2 separate regions of the Columba livia genome follow, and region 1 is linked to region 2. The links are chromatin contacts, called in public Hi-C maps. All regions are on one chromosome and are shown on one strand. Each heading gives the region's core, a stretch centred on a gene start, on an enhancer-like site or on the middle of the called end of the contact. The rest is flanking DNA. Distances are from core to core; before and after follow the strand shown.

What was found. Hi-C and Micro-C count contacts between places; a contact is called where the count stands out from the background.
Region 1: a contact with region 2 is called in a Hi-C map of liver, with 4 times the contacts expected there. The contact joins two enhancer-like sites. A contact is called at or near these places in 2 of 2 Hi-C or Micro-C datasets (crop and liver).

What each region holds. Positions count from the first base shown.
Region 1 is chr6:33,027,522-33,030,920 of bColLiv1.pat.W.v2, reverse strand. All of the region lies in intron 2 of JMJD1C (jumonji domain containing 1C), which reads left to right. Among named protein-coding and RNA genes, the nearest start is that of JMJD1C, 69 kb to the left of the region's middle. Within about 2 kb of position 1,455, at least 1 of the 3 cell types and tissues checked has an H3K27ac peak away from gene starts, as active enhancers do.
Region 2 is chr6:32,971,745-32,975,231 of bColLiv1.pat.W.v2, reverse strand. All of the region lies in intron 3 of JMJD1C (jumonji domain containing 1C), which reads left to right. Among named protein-coding and RNA genes, the nearest start is that of NRBF2, 60 kb to the right of the region's middle. Within about 2 kb of position 2,136, at least 3 of the 3 cell types and tissues checked have an H3K27ac peak away from gene starts, as active enhancers do.

The sequences.
Region 1 (3,399 bases), core at 206-2,705, 56 kb before region 2:
AGACCATATTTGTGTCTCTTCTGCGGTGCAGATAAAACCTGTGTTCTCTTTGTTCTTTACATTTTGCTGCTCATTGAACTGTCTTGCAGGTTAGTGACCCTCTGGGGGATGAGCTTGAAAGGGGGAGCAGTTGTAGAGTGGGGAGAGTGTAGAGGGGGGAGTTCCTGACTGCAACCGACTGATGAAGTTGGTTACCAAAAATTTCATCTTTATGCTGTATGTGGAGAAGCGCTATCGTTTCCACCATGTGGGCATGAGCTCAGTAGTGATTTGCTTTGAGATTAACGGGGCACTTTAGAGATCTCAGTCATTTCTCCACACTCACGCAAACCTGTGAGTAGCTCTAGCCTCAGCTTGTAACCATGAAAGCTGGAAATACAATTTTATTACTGAGACATCATTTTCTTGAGTAGTTTTGCAGCAGGAGGTGAGTTCAGTTGTGATTTCTTATGATCACTAGGCATAGAAACAGTAAAGACGACTTTTTTCTCCCCTCTTTCTTTTATCTGATTTCCAGTTCTGATAAGATTTCAGCAGTCCTGCAGAGATTTGGCTGCACATTATTCTACAATTCCTCTTTTGTCTGCTGGGATTGCTGCTCAGCTGAGAAAGGAGGATTCAGTCACTTCTTCCTTTGCCTCCAGGATGTGCTGCTTGTTCTGAGACAGGAGGTTGTATCTTGCTGTTTGAAAGCAGATACCATCAGTAACAGGATAGGTGTGAAAATGGTAGAGTTGTCTACTTGAACGGCTCATATTTGGTTCCAAGCTATGACTGGTGCCTGGTTTCATTCTCTGCTGCTGTTTGATAACAGTACAGGCAATGTTGGTTCTTCTGGAGCTGACTGAGGGACTTGTGTTGGGATGGAGGCTGCTGGCAGGGAAGAATGGGAATTGGGAATTCATCAGCAAATAACAAAAACACTTGGGTGTGAGGGAAACTGGGGGAAGAATGTGAACATTACAGTGTAGTTGTGCTGTTTACCATTTCTTCTGGTTGTTTTGATTGTTTTTCTCCTGTTTCAATATCAGCTTTTGTTTGTCTGGATTGAATTTGTTAGCACGTAAGACTCAGTCTCCAGCAGTTGCTGGTTCGCGCTTTCCCTACCTGTAGCCAGGGTGAAGTATACAGTAAAATACAGCTTTTTCAGGCAAGCGACTGCCAGAATATAAGGTCATCCGTCACCTTCCAGATTCACAGAACTGTTGCAGGAGCTCACTGGTGTCAAAAGGGGGAGTCTTTGTTCTCCTTGTTCTCTGCCAGGAGAGACCGAAGGTGGTTCAAATGATTCTGCTCTTTCACTAGAGCACACACATCCTGCTTGCTGAGATAAACAGAATCACAGAGTATCAGTTGGTAACTGTTGTCTCCATTTTACCTTTGGAAGGAGGATCGCTGCTGCCAGAGAAGATTGCAGATCAGAATAGGATGGAATCCAGTGCGTTTCTCGTTTTGCTCCTTTGTGCTGTTTTCATGCTGTTGTTTTTGCCATTCTTGGAGGAAAGAATGGGAGAGAATCCCTTGCCATGATTCTAGATGGGGTGTTGAATAGCAGAGTGGCTACTGAAAGGAGTTTGTGTGTTTGTGTAGAGTCCCAGATTACCAGTGATGTATTGTACAGCTTTCATCAGAGCTCTCGGAAGAAAAACCGAAAGCAGGAAACACCCATGCTGCTTCTGCGTATGAAAGACTAAGGAACTGGGGTGATGGTCACAGACAGAGCAATGTTATTGTTTCACAGGTTATTCACAATATAATCTAGGATTGAGGAATCACTCTTCCCTTATCTGTAATGTCTACAAATGCCTCACTTCAGCTGTGTATACTGCTGAAAGGATACACTGTTCAGCTCTGTTCTCCTCTTCGTCCCCAGTTGTCTTCCTCATTTTGCTAGGTGTTGCGCAAGGATCCATTTCACAAGACTGACTGTAGGGAGGTCATCTCAGCCAGATTTGAGATGTTATCTGTATAATATAGAGAAAGCTTTTCATTCCCAGGCTTTCCTAACCCTTTAGGAACGGAGCAGTGAGCCGCACAGCCTCTTCTTAAGTGGTTTTAGAAGAAGTTAACCAGATTTCTGAGGAAATTCACAGGTGTATATAACAATCTTGTAATGAGTTTCTTCCTGTGGCCTTAACAGATAAAAGGTCCTCTGGACCACACTTTTGAATCCTGTGCCCATAGTGCTGTTTGCCAGGGCAGTGTGTAGAACATGCTTTTTGAGGTCAGGTACAGGGCTTCCAGTACAGACACTGCATCGTCTGCCACCTCCTGAGTGACAAAGCTTTGTTTTAAACTCAGTGTTTTTTAAAACCTCTTCTCCTTAAAGGTTTCTCACCAACTTCCAGTCTCCCTTCTCTAAGTGCCCCCCTTGTGGGAACTCTGGTTCCACAGTCCGCTGAGAATTCAGCTTCAGTAACCTTGGTTTTGCAGAGAAACTCAAAACCATAGCAGTCTAGACACACACACAAAAAGCAGACATTCCAAGTGTAGACACATGCCACTGTGCCATTTGTTCCTTCTCTATTATTGCCTTTACAGTCCCTGAGAACCATTTGGGGTTCATTCAGTGTTCTGGACCCTTGGTCCCTGTGCCTGTGCTGTGTTTTTGTAGCGCTGGTACCTGCCTTGGGTGTATGATGCATGCCTATAGGAGCTATAAGAGGCTTTGCTTTCCATCCAGATCAGTCCTGGGACAGTGAAATGAGAGGTTTGCATTTTCTGTTGAGTACAGGATTGTTAACAAATATCTCCTCTAAGTAGGCTTTGTCGTGCTCAGGGCACGGGGTGTTTCAGTTGTTCAGTTGCTCTCCACAGCTCCCTTTTTGAAGCTCAACACCATGTATGTGGTCACTCCCAGCAGTTCTCAGGGCACACAGTACACAGCTGCCTCCAGAAAATGCATCACTAAGGTGATGGAGCGCATATTTACAGGAGACAGCTTGTGTTCAATCACCTGCCAAGGGTGCAGTCCCCGTCTGCTCGGGTGCCTTTGCTGCAGCTTTGCCTTGGGGTGGGTAATGAAGCTGCCGGATGGCCTTCAGTGAAAGGGAGTGGGTTGTGGCTGCTGGAACAACCGTCCTACCTGTAGCCCCGTCCCTACCCAGCTGGGGAGGCTGGCAGGGACACTCGCTTGCTATGAGTCACAGGTGACTCTTCTGTGATGCTCTCAGGTATGCCAGGATGGGAGCTGACTCCTCCCAACATCCTGCTGGGGCTGGTGGTGCAATCCCCGCTGTGCTGTGCTCTGGCACGTCACAGGAATGAATTACATCCCTGGGAGGAGGATTCACTGGAACTTCTAAGAGCCTGAATGTTACCACAAAGCCCATCATGCTCCTGTGATGCTGAACATAATGTTTAAGCCGATTGTTCATCCTCAGTTTGACAGAGGGAGGA
Region 2 (3,487 bases), core at 887-3,386:
ATTTGAGGACAAAAATGCTTCAGCAGTCATTCTGCAAATTAGGACAGGGCCAGGCGTAGTAAATAATCTGATATTATAAGGATGATGCGGAGGGTTGCTTGCTGTCTGGTTTCTTTGATAAAACTAAGATTAGAAGGCCAAAGGAATATGGTAAGTATAATACTGAAGTTACACCAAAACACTTGTGCCTTTCCTTCCTTGGAGTCTTTAATTTGACTATATGTGATTACTCTTGTGGACCACAGAGAAAGGATGCTGGAAAAAAAACAATGCGTGGAATTGTGTAGATAGTAAGTTGGTGGAGCAGTGTTAGTCATTTCAGATTGTATGGTAGTATTCTCAGGTACAATATGAGTTAATAGTCTGTTGATGAAATCTGCAGCCATAACTGGATTGAGAGGTGGCGTGAAATCAAATTAGAGATACATGAAAAGGAAACTAAAATTGAGCTTGTTTATTGGATTTCATTAGTCACAATAATAAGACAATTATAAAAGCCTCGTTTTATACTGGTACAGAATCAATACTTGAGCAAAGCCCCAACAATATTGAAACAGTCATCTAAACAAGACTGCCAGCCCATTGTCCACACCACTAATTTACATCCCATCATTCCAGGAACTGTATTTTTGTTTTTATGTGTATAATTTCATGTAGTTTTTCAAACAGATGTTTGAATGCTTAGTAATGCACACATTTGGAGTAGTTTACATGATGAGATCAACCCAATCCACAGGTCCTTGCAGACCAGCTCTCCGCGTCTAAGGAGAAGCTGCAGTTCAAATGCGCTGGCTCACCGGTCCAAGGAGAGACGCGTGTCCTCGGGCAGGGACGTGCCGTCCTGTCCCCCGTGAGAGCCTGCGTGGTGCCGCGGCCACCGCAGCCCTGTGGGACGGGGTCAGCTGGCACAGGCTGCTGTCACGTCCTCCTGGAGCTTCATCTGCTCCTGGTCACAGAGACACCGTGTTTGGCGCGGCCCATCCACTGGCTCACAGGCACCCTCTGGCAGTGCTGGCTGCTGTAATCTGGTCCTGTTATCCTTCTTTCCCCCCCTTGCCCCTCCTTCTCTGGCTTTCTTCACCTTCTCTGTTTATGACCATTTTCCTGTTCCCTGCAATTTAAGCAACATTTTCAGTTCTACCTTGTCTAGACACATCTATTATGGTTGTTACCATATTCTTTTACTTCATCCTTTACAGCATTGTTAGGATCCAGCCTTTTCCTTGTCTGCGATGCTGAAGCCTTCATCTCATGTCGTATTTTCTGCTGTATCGCAGTTAAAGCAGTTTATCTGAAGAAAAAGGAGGGCTGGAAGAAACCATTCAAATAGTGTTCCAGATGTCTGAAAAACAGAAAGCCAATTTGAGGAGGGAAAACTTGAGTCAAAACTGGTCCAATTGTTTACAAGAATGAGACTAAAGAAAAACAATTGGCCCATGTCACCTTTTCCCTGGGCGGCAGTCACAGCAGTGTGCTTTGCAGGAAAAATTGTAGGTTTGTCAGGAAAGTAGTTTATTCCTTGTTTTAAAAAAAACCAGACTCCTCCCAAACTTGGCTATGTTGAAGGCTTTTGGGACAAATAAAACCAGTTCAAGGAACATAGTAAGGTGTCTTTGATTTTTAACAGTTAAAGTCTTTGACTTTTTTTTCTTCTTATTAGATTCATTATCACTACAATCTCTGAGGCTGCCGTGTTACAATAATGCTCTTGAAACAGAGTGTGCTTCAGCCCTGAAGATATTTCCTGATAGTGCTGCACAGGCTGTTTCAACAATGTGTAGCTGAGCATGATTCAGCCAGGGGCTGAGACAAAGCCAGGCTTTTCCTGTAATGGCTGCTTGTGGCTGGGCTGGGCTGGAGCTGAGCTGTCTTGTGTCGCATGACCACAGTTTAATCTTTCTTCTTCTTCCTGACACCCCAGCAGCACTTAAGAAAAGAAAAAAAAAATCAGTCAAAACCACACACCCACAAAAACAACAAACCCACAACACCGTCCATGAAGGTATAATAGATAAAGTATCTTTCAAAAATAGATAGGATAACACATTAGAACAAGGAGTAAGAGGAAAGAAATTGGCACTGGGTCAGTGCAGAAGAGTGTAAGAGAAGCTGGAATCTGATGGAGAAGGGAGGATGGAGCTTGTAAACTGAGAAGACTGGGAAAGGATTTGGAAGGCAGTGGCCTGGAATCGTAAATACTAAAATGAGACAAGGAGCTGGGGAGAGGCTGGTTCTGGTTATGCAAGAGACTGAAAAAATCATTGTGCAGTTAACAGTAGGATGCAAGAGAGGGGGAGCTGGAACAGGAAAGCAGTAATGGGAAATCTGCAAGAAGAGACACAAGCAAAATTTTACTGAGACTGTCTGAACAAGGCAGAGCTTTGGGGCAGCCGTGAAAAGTTTGAGACGTGTTGGGTTGGGTCAGACAGCCAGAAGTGTGGGAGCTGAGCTGGAGGCGCTTTGCAGGGGCATATGGAGTAAGGGTTGGAGAGAAGCCATCAGGAAATGTGTCCCCGCGGGAACAACGTCTAGTCCAAGACCAGGAATATGAGACATGAGCTTGTAGATTCCTCCTCTTTTTCTGCCGTGCGTCTCAGTGATCAGCAGTGCCTGTGCTGGCGCTTCCGACCCTCGTCTGTGCCGCTGGAAACGCGCTCCGGGGGTGTTAATGCCATAGCTCAGGGGGTTCAGGTGGCCTCGGGGTTCAGTTGAGCAGTGAATGATATGGATGTGAGTGAAAGAAGGGTGCCATTGCATGGTGTTTCTTTTTCCCAGCTGTTTTAAAACATAGATAATCACATACAAAAGGTATTTCAAAAAGTCTTGCTAAGGTTCCAAAGTTAAACGTAAAGATTGCTTGGAAACATTTAGATTATTATTGCTTCTTTACTTCTCTTGATCTCTCAAGAGCTGACGTTAAAAACAGTCCTTATGATCACACAGCTTCTTGTGCAGAGAGTATAATGGACCCAGTAGTGTGAATGTGGATATTTTGCTAGAGAAAGCTGTCACCTGTGACATCCCTGCCCTGTTTGCTGCAGATATTTGAGATTATTTAATGTTCTGGGTGGGGATTGGAAAAGAAGGATATTCAGGAAAGACAGGGGAATTCTGGCCTTGCCAGCGTGGTTGAGCAACAAGGCACTCCTAAACCTTTTAAGTTAGGCTTTTTGTAGGTTGTCACTGACTCATTTTGCTTCCGTTCCTGTGAGGCTGTTGTGGGGTTTGGTTGTGGAAGTCGTGAAACCCACATGGTTGCAACTGCACTTGGTGGCAGCGTTGCTTGATCATACAGAACGCCTTATGGATACTGAAGGGTGATGAAGCTTATGGCCCCAGTGATCAACTGAAACATGGAATGTGAATAAAATTGTTGGATCTCAACTTCCGTGTCTTGAAACAAGCTATAAAATATATACTGTATCATACTGTCTCACCGTGGGCTTTTGGAGGTGAATTAAAGTGGTTTTTGCAAAGGGACAGTGTG